2 separate regions of the Arachis hypogaea genome follow, and region 2 is linked to region 1. Evidence: chromatin contacts called from public Hi-C data. All regions are on one chromosome and are shown on one strand. The core of a region is the stretch at or near the end of the contact, and the rest is flanking DNA. Distances in the headings are between cores, read along the strand shown.

Region 1 (4,124 bases), core at 1,077-3,576:
GGTAATGTTAGACGTGGAGGTAATTTTTTCTTGTTGAATATGAATGTTAAGCTATATGATAGGACTTAATGGTATTGTCTTATCTATGTGATCGATTTCATCTAGTGAGATAAGATTTTGTTGTTGCTACTGTTATTAAATATGAATGTTAAGCTTGAAAAACAAAAAATCATGAAAAGTATTAGGTGAATAAGTTATTTTTATAAATAAGCTTAATAAAACCTTTTTTTTTCTTTTTATGCGTCTTTTCTTTTTTTTCAACTGGTTTTTATTGTTTTAATAAATTATTAGACTAATTTAATTGAATTTGGTTTTCAAAATGACTTGATCATCACCAAAAAAATCTCTAGTGCTTTCTCCAATGTGCAGATCCTTTAGTCTTTGGTGTTCGGAAAGGAGTTCAAGTGAGAAAGTATGAGAATTAAACTATTCAAGGGAAGATGGAACAGATATAGTTTTGTATTTCTTTCCACTTTAAAGGCAAGTTTATGAAAAGTCCAAAATTAAAATAACTATAAATAATTGCATACATTGTGAAGTCGTTCCATAACCTGCCTAGAAAAATGGTGGGAGTGAGACTATTGGGAACTTAATCATTTAACTGAAAAGAAAAGGTAAAATAGCCTAAAGGAGAATGAGAATCTAGCTTTATAATTCGCTTTAATAAAGGTAGCTAAAGAATGGATTTTACGATTGTTACAAGGCATAAGCATGATAACACAATTCATGACCGAAAGATGATGATGATCATGCCTCTTTTACTTTCCCTGAAGCTAGCAATTTAGAGAAGGGCGTTGTTTTAAGGAAAGTGACTTGTGGGAGATTCAATCTCAAAATTGTTATCATAGTTGACATGTTAGAAAAATTACATGTTGAAACGTGTTTTACTTGATTGTTATTATTTTGTTACTTAGATACAAAATGTAGTCTTATAAACCTGAAAATTTTAAGACCTATAGAACGTTCTAGCCTAAGACGAGATTCTGAAAATCTGAGTAAGTGCTAATTTAGCCGCTAGTTCATTGCCATTTACCCTCGTGGTAAAATTAGGTTGACTGCAAGATTACAAGCACATATTAAAATTACTTGATTGTTATTATGCTCTGGTGATGAAGGTAATTCCCTTCTTCACATGATGAAAGTGACGTGTGGGCGATGAATGACGCGTGTGGGTGGCGATGCGATGGTTGACAAATCGGTTCTGTTCGATGACAATTCCGTCAGTTTTTTCTCTCTAAATTTTGAAATTGGTAGTTAAGTTTAAGGTAGAAATTCAGTTGACGTGAAGTTGATAGAGAACTGTTAAATAAAAATTTAATCAAATTTAGATGATAATTTAGATGATAATTCACTTAAGTTTTTTTTTTTGGTCAAGTGGATTAGATAATTCTCAATTTTAGGTATAGTTGTCAGAACCGAACCGGTGATCGAACCGGTGAGATCACTGGGTCATTGGGTTACTTGTTCAACCGGTGGGTCACTGGTCGAACCGGTTAACCCGATATAATTAAGTAATTATGTAAAATTTAATTATTTTTTCTTTATTATAAGTACTTTTATTTTGTTTTTATAAAAATAATAATTATTTTCAAATTTTAATACTTTATTAATTAATTTATATTTATTGTATTATTGTATTATTATAAATAAAAACTTACATACAATTAATTTTCATGTGAAGTTGATATTTAAAAACAGTTAGATGATTTGATAAGTTTAACTAAATATCATCTAACGATTTTCAATTATTAACTTCATATGAAGATAACTGCATGTGAGTCTTTACCTATTATTATATGCTACAATTATTTATTAAAAAAATAATATTAATAGATATCATATAATCATAAAAAGAAAAAATAAATTATGGTTAATAATTTTTTTATCTTTTTAATATATATATATATATATATTAATAAAATTTATAGTTAAATAAAATATAATTGATTTAAAAATGAGTGACTTTAAAATTAAAATTAATTGAATATAAGTAAAATAAAAAATTGCTATATGTATTCATTAAAAATAATATTAATATATTATATAATTATGAAAAGAAAAAATAAGTGAGTTTATAATTATTGTTAAATAAAAATATAATTAATTTAAAAATGAGTGAGTTTATAACTAAAATTAAAATAAAATAAATAAAAGTAAACTATTTGATAAAAGATATCTATATATATTATAATTTGCATATATATTAATGAAAATCAACACAGCTTAGCGGCAAAGAGAGGTTTTGATCATCCAGCAGATAGGGGTTCGAACCCCATATCACACATTTTGGATAATTTGCCTTTCAAACGGTTCGGTCAGACCGGTCTTACCGAGTTTGACCGATTCTCACCGATTTACTCCGGGTTTAACCGGTTCGTTCCGGTTTTATACCTTGTATGGTCTAAATATCAAATCGGATCGGTACTAAGTCCGGTTCACCGGTTTTCCGGTCGAACCGACCGGTCCGGTCCGGTTCTGCTAACTATGATTTTAAGTACTTTAAATGAATTGGACAACTCTCTAATTCTAGGTACAATACATAACCACACATTCTCTACATATTTACCAATTTTTTCTCTTCAACTGTAGTCGATAGATCCAAAACCTTTGAGATGGGGAAAAAGAAAAATACCATGTGACCTAAGTTTAATCTTATAGTAATGACGATAATTTGTTTATTGGATTGTTTTTGGTAGTGTTGCCTATTTTTGTTAGGGGCTACCGTTTTTGTTTCTAATGTTAAGTGTGTTTCTCATTTTTTATTTTAGCTGTTTTATATTGAGGTTTTTGGTACGAGGACAAGATTTTTGAAGCGGTATTTTTAGCTTTCCCATGGATGAGAAGACTGAAGTGGCGTTCAAGTCCAAACAAAATGGTTCTAATCTAATTAAAATTCAAGAGTAAATTATTGTTTTTATTCTAATGTTTGGGATAAGTTTTAAAATTGTCTTTAACGTTTTAATCGTTTTATTTAAGTATCTAACGTTTTAAAATTGACTCAATATTGTCCTGTTGTTAGGGATCCGTTAACAGAATTGGTGGCGGAACAAAATTGAGATAATTTTAAAATATTAGAGACTTAAATAGGACAAAAAAATTGGAAACAAAAATAATACATAGAAATAAATTTTAATTTTATATTTCAATAATATCAATTTTTTACTGTACATAGTATTTAATTATTTTTTAATCACATATAAGTAAATTACAGTTAATCACATTACTTTCATTCTAAATAAATAATTTTTTTTATAATTTTATTCTTAAAATAATGTAATTTTTTATAAATAAATAAATTTTATACTTTCATTCTAAATAATGTAATTTTACTTTCATTACTTAATCACATTATTTATAATTTTTTTAATAATTTTACACTTTCATTCTAATCGCATTACATTATTTATTTAGAATGAAAGTGTAAAATTTATTTATTTATAACAAAATTATATTACTTTAAGTGTAAAATTATAAAAAAATAAATTTATTTAGAATGAAAGTAATGTGATTAAGTGTAATTTACTTAGATGTGATTAAAAATAATTGAATATTATGTACAGTAAAAAATTGATATTATTGAAATATAAAATTAAAATTTATTTCTATGTATCATTTTTGTCCCCAACGTTTTCGTCCTATTTAAGTTCATAACGTTTCAAAATCGTCTCAATTTTGTCTCGCCGTCAATTCTGTTAACAGATCCCTAACGGCAGGATAACATTGAGTCAATTTTAAAACGTTAAGAATTTAAATAGGATAATTAAAACATTAGAGACAACTTTAGGATTTACTCCAAACGTTAGAGACAAAAACCATACTTTATTTAAATTCAAAATGACTAAACCAGGATGAAAAAAAAATTGAGTTGATTTTATTTAAGGACACGGAACATTGTCACTTTATCAAACCGCCATAACGCATTTTGCGGAGATTAAAAATCGCCACAAAACCAAAAAAAAAAAACCTGCAATTTAGCATGTTTTTTGTAATGGAGGTGGGAAGGAGTCTTTTATAACTTGTTGAAAAACTAGGTAAACTGTTGGAGAGAGTAGTTCACCGAATCTTTTGGCAAACTGAGTGAACTAGACACACTTCGCCAAGATATTGGGTGAATTGCGTACAAG
Region 2 (3,911 bases), core at 570-3,069, 90 kb before region 1:
GAGATAAAAGCGTGTCCTAAGTCAAAAATCGTGTGATAACAATGAATTTCAATGACGAGTTAAAATTCATCTCTAAGTACTTTACTCTAGCTATTCTTAACAATTTATCTTAGTAGAATATTCTAAATTTGATTTGGAGCCATATACTCTTTGTTACCAATTTCTCTGTTGTCGGTTGTTTAAACCGATACGATTTTAGAACGGTAATCTTGCGATTTGATAATTAAACTGTGTTCTTCTTTCTTTGGCAATTAGGCCATAACATCAAGGAACTATCTTCAACCACAAATCATGAAGCCACTAGAAAGATTGTCTAGAAGAAAAATAAAGAACTGAAATATCTAGTTGATCTTGAACCGAATCGGTTTTCTCTCTTTTAACCAAAATAGTTTTCCCTATCTAGTAAACCATGATTAACCCACTTAACCATGATTAAAATTATACTCTCTCTCCCTTATCTCACTGCTGGCTGAACCTCATCCATGATTTAACTAAAGAGTAATGACTCATTAGTTGTATAATTAATGAAGGAAGCATGCAATCAAACAGGTGTTCACTTCCTTACATTGATGTCACCAAACCAGCCCCTTAATCCACTACTCATTGCCTTTAAATAGCCTTGTTTGAGTTCAATTTATGAGCCTTTAGTAAGAGAGGAAGAAAGAGCAACGAAACGCAATTAGAAAGTGTGAGGAAGTGAGTGACGAAAAAGAGAGCAAAGCGAGGAAGAGAAGGGAGTTCTTCTAATCTTTATCATTCCGTGTGATTCCTCTCAAGCTTTCAGCCACCAACTTCTATGGAGATTATCAAGTTAGGCTAGGAGAACAAGGAAAAGTGAATAAAGGGCTGGCCAAAGCTTGGAGTAAAGAGAGAGCTTAAACTAAGTTGGTGATCAAAGAGTGAACTCCAACGAGGTAAGCGATAGGGTAGATAGAATATTATGTTTGCAACTATGTATGCTTGTGATGATTGATTGTTTATTATGTGTTTGATTCTGTTATGATATTATACAGAAAAGTGAATATTCAATTATGTATGTGAACTTGTAAAACAATGGCATATTGAATTTTTGTGAAACCTTGGTATGTCATGAATGTCCCATAAAAATTTTAGAACTAATTGATAAGTAGATTGGGAGAAATGAATTTTTGAAAATTGTTGGTGAGTGCTTGTGTCTCGCCACGCCATGCCTCCGACCTTTCCCCGCCTATCTTTCGTGGTTGTTGCTGCTTGAACTGTTGCTCATCGTCCACCTTCTGCCTCTGCAACAACAAGTGAGTATTTAATTTCTTTTCCAGGTTGATTTATTGATGTTATTGCTGTGAATTTTATTGTTGATTGGTTTATGAGCTGATTAGAAATAAATATGTCAGTGGTTGAATTGAAATGTTAAATTGATTTTTGAATATGAATATGCAAGGGTTATGCTAATTATAAATATGGTTTAAGTGTTGAGTATGCAGAAATTTTGTTATTGTTGAATTGGTTTGGCTGATTATGAATTTTATTGATTGTTGTTGTAATGATGCTGGTTTGTTTTACTATTCGTTACTTAATTGATTGAATATTTTTTCTTTTATGAGAATTTAAGATGGCTTCATCAGATTCATTAGAAACACCATCATTGTTCTGAAAAACCAGACCGAATTGGTCGGTCGGATCAATCCAACCGTAAACCGGCAATATTAATGATCCGGTCAGATATGTAAAACCATTGATTAAAAACCGGTAAAAACCGTTGAACCGGCCGGTCGGACCGAACCGGGACCCGCCGGTTTACACAACGGAAGCTCCTTTGCTTCTTGCTCCCTTTCTCCCTTTCTTTCTTTCATTCAGAAGGAAATCACAGAAACTCAGCCAAAAAACCCTAGCACTGTAAGCCTACACCACCGCCGCAAGGAGTGGCATACTGCCGCCGTCGGTCGCACTCAAAGTTCGCCGTCCGTCCGTCTATCTAGCTTCCCTCGTGCTCCAACTCTTCAACCCCTGTTCGCTGTCACCGATCGCAGCTGCTTCCTCGCTTCCGCCGCCGTTTGTTTGCCGTCGTCTTCGTTCGCGTTCTTCGGCGTTCACCGTTCGCGTTCACTCGCCGTTCACCGTTCGAGTTCGCATTCGCGTTCGTCTGGAAGCCACGTTGCTCTGCTTCAAACTCTGCGACCAACCCGCGCGCTCCACCTAGCCGTAGAACTGCTCTCTTTTGTTGCCCTCGTGAGTTCCCTAAACCCGACACCAGACAATACACTCACACAACACCAATACCCTGCTTCAAACTCTGCAACTTCTGATTTCTATTACAATAAGTAGCTATTTGATTTGGTAGTGTTTGGATTTTTGTCATAGACTGAATTAAAGTATACAATAGTTATGTTCTCTTCTCTATCACATTGATATTAAGCTTTGAATTCTCTTATTTCGTTTTAATTTTACCGCACTCAACATGTTTGATGAAATGCTTTAACTATATTTCTGGTTGGTTTTATAATTTCTAGACTTTAGAAACTTAGTAAGTTGATTGCATGTGAAATTAGAATAATTGGATCTTAGTAATTATGAAATTTTAGCTGCAAAAATAGCATCTTTGCAGAAAATATATTAGCATGATGATTCCACTTGCATTAGTGTTCTTCTGGTAAATTTTAACTGTTATTGTGAACTTGTTAATTTGCTAATTGTTCTTGTGTTGTTGTTCTGTTATTTTTATTTTTTTTTGTTTTTGTTGTGATTTTCTGTTCTTGAACTTGTTAAGTTGATGATTTGCTAAATTGTTGGGCTATTGTTGTTTTAATTTGCTAAATTGTTAGGTTGCTCCGATTTAATTTGTTGGATTTTCTATTTAGGTCTTGTCCTTGTTTATTTGCTAAATTGTTGTTGTGTATTTTTGTTGTCTTTGAGGTTATTGCTGGATATTGGTGATCATTGATTTATTATATGCTTCATGTTTTCAACTTTTCATTGTTCTCTTCTTCTGAAGGAAAAAAATTATGTTTTCATTGTTTTGTTGATTGTTTGTTTTGTTTTAGAAATCGATATTTTGTGATCAATGCTCAAACTCTGAATGCTGTTCTGCTGGTTTTGCTGTGTTTGTTTTGTTTCAGAAATCAATTTTTTGTAATCAATGCTCAAACTTTGAATGTTGTTCTGCTGTTTTTGTTTTGTTTCAGAAATCAATTTTTTGTGATCATTGCTCATACTATGAATGTTGTTGTTCTGTTTTGTTTTAAGGCTGTGTTTGGAAGAGATGATTGATTTCTGAGTGTTGTTTTTGTTTTAAGGCTGTATGTTATGTTCAATTTTCATTTTGTAGGAAATTCTGAGGTATATAAGAATTAAGAAGGAAGACTATTTCAACGGTATTACTCTGTTGATTCTGGTCTGCTACAAGCTTGAACATGGAATTGAAGAGAGAAACCCTTTATTATTTCATCATTGGCCTATTTTTGGCATTGCATATCATAGAGTTTGTTTATTCATAGAACTAGTTGTTTCTGATTCCCTTTTGAAGTAAAAAAATGCAGTGGAAGAGTGTTTAGAACTAGTTGTTTTATTCATTGAATTTTTATAGAATCAGGTGTTTATTATAAAACGGTTTTTTTCGGTTAAACCACAGTTGAACCGGTTGAATCAATAAACTAATAAACTAGTAATTAGTGCGGTTCAATGACCGGTCCGGTTTTCAGAACCTTGTGACTGGTTCGATTACCGAGTCGGTTTTGACAACTATATCATAGACTTTCCCAATTTCCCTTGAGGACCCTCGACCACTATACCTTCTTCTCACATGCACATGCACAGTCACAGCCCCTCCACTTCATTCTGCCATCGAGCTTCGCCTCTGCTTCTCAAGATAACATATAATATCTCATTCTCATACATCAATATGCCACATGAAGCCTTGGTTTTCCCAACAAATT

The links. Hi-C and Micro-C count contacts between places; a contact is called where the count stands out from the background.
Region 2: a contact with region 1 is called in a Hi-C map of an unstated tissue, with 5 times the contacts expected there. The contact joins the promoter of LOC112701307 here to the enhancer-like site in region 1. A contact is called at or near these places in 3 of 8 Hi-C or Micro-C datasets (leaf and an unstated tissue).

What each region holds. Positions count from the first base shown.
Region 1 is chr7:25,785,308-25,789,431 of arahy.Tifrunner.gnm2.J5K5, reverse strand. LOC112702844 (transcription termination factor MTERF4, chloroplastic) reads left to right here. Exons shown (of 4, transcript XM_072199317.1): 4 at 1-233. Among protein-coding and RNA genes, the nearest start is that of LOC112702844, 7.8 kb to the left of the region's middle. Within about 2 kb of position 2,326, at least 2 of the 3 cell types and tissues checked have open chromatin away from gene starts, as enhancers often do.
Region 2 is chr7:25,874,601-25,878,511 of arahy.Tifrunner.gnm2.J5K5, reverse strand. LOC112701307 (pentatricopeptide repeat-containing protein At3g49740-like) reads left to right here and starts at 1,819. Exons shown (of 2, transcript XM_029287946.2): 1 at 1,819-2,208; 2 at 3,305-3,911. The coding sequence starts at 3,885.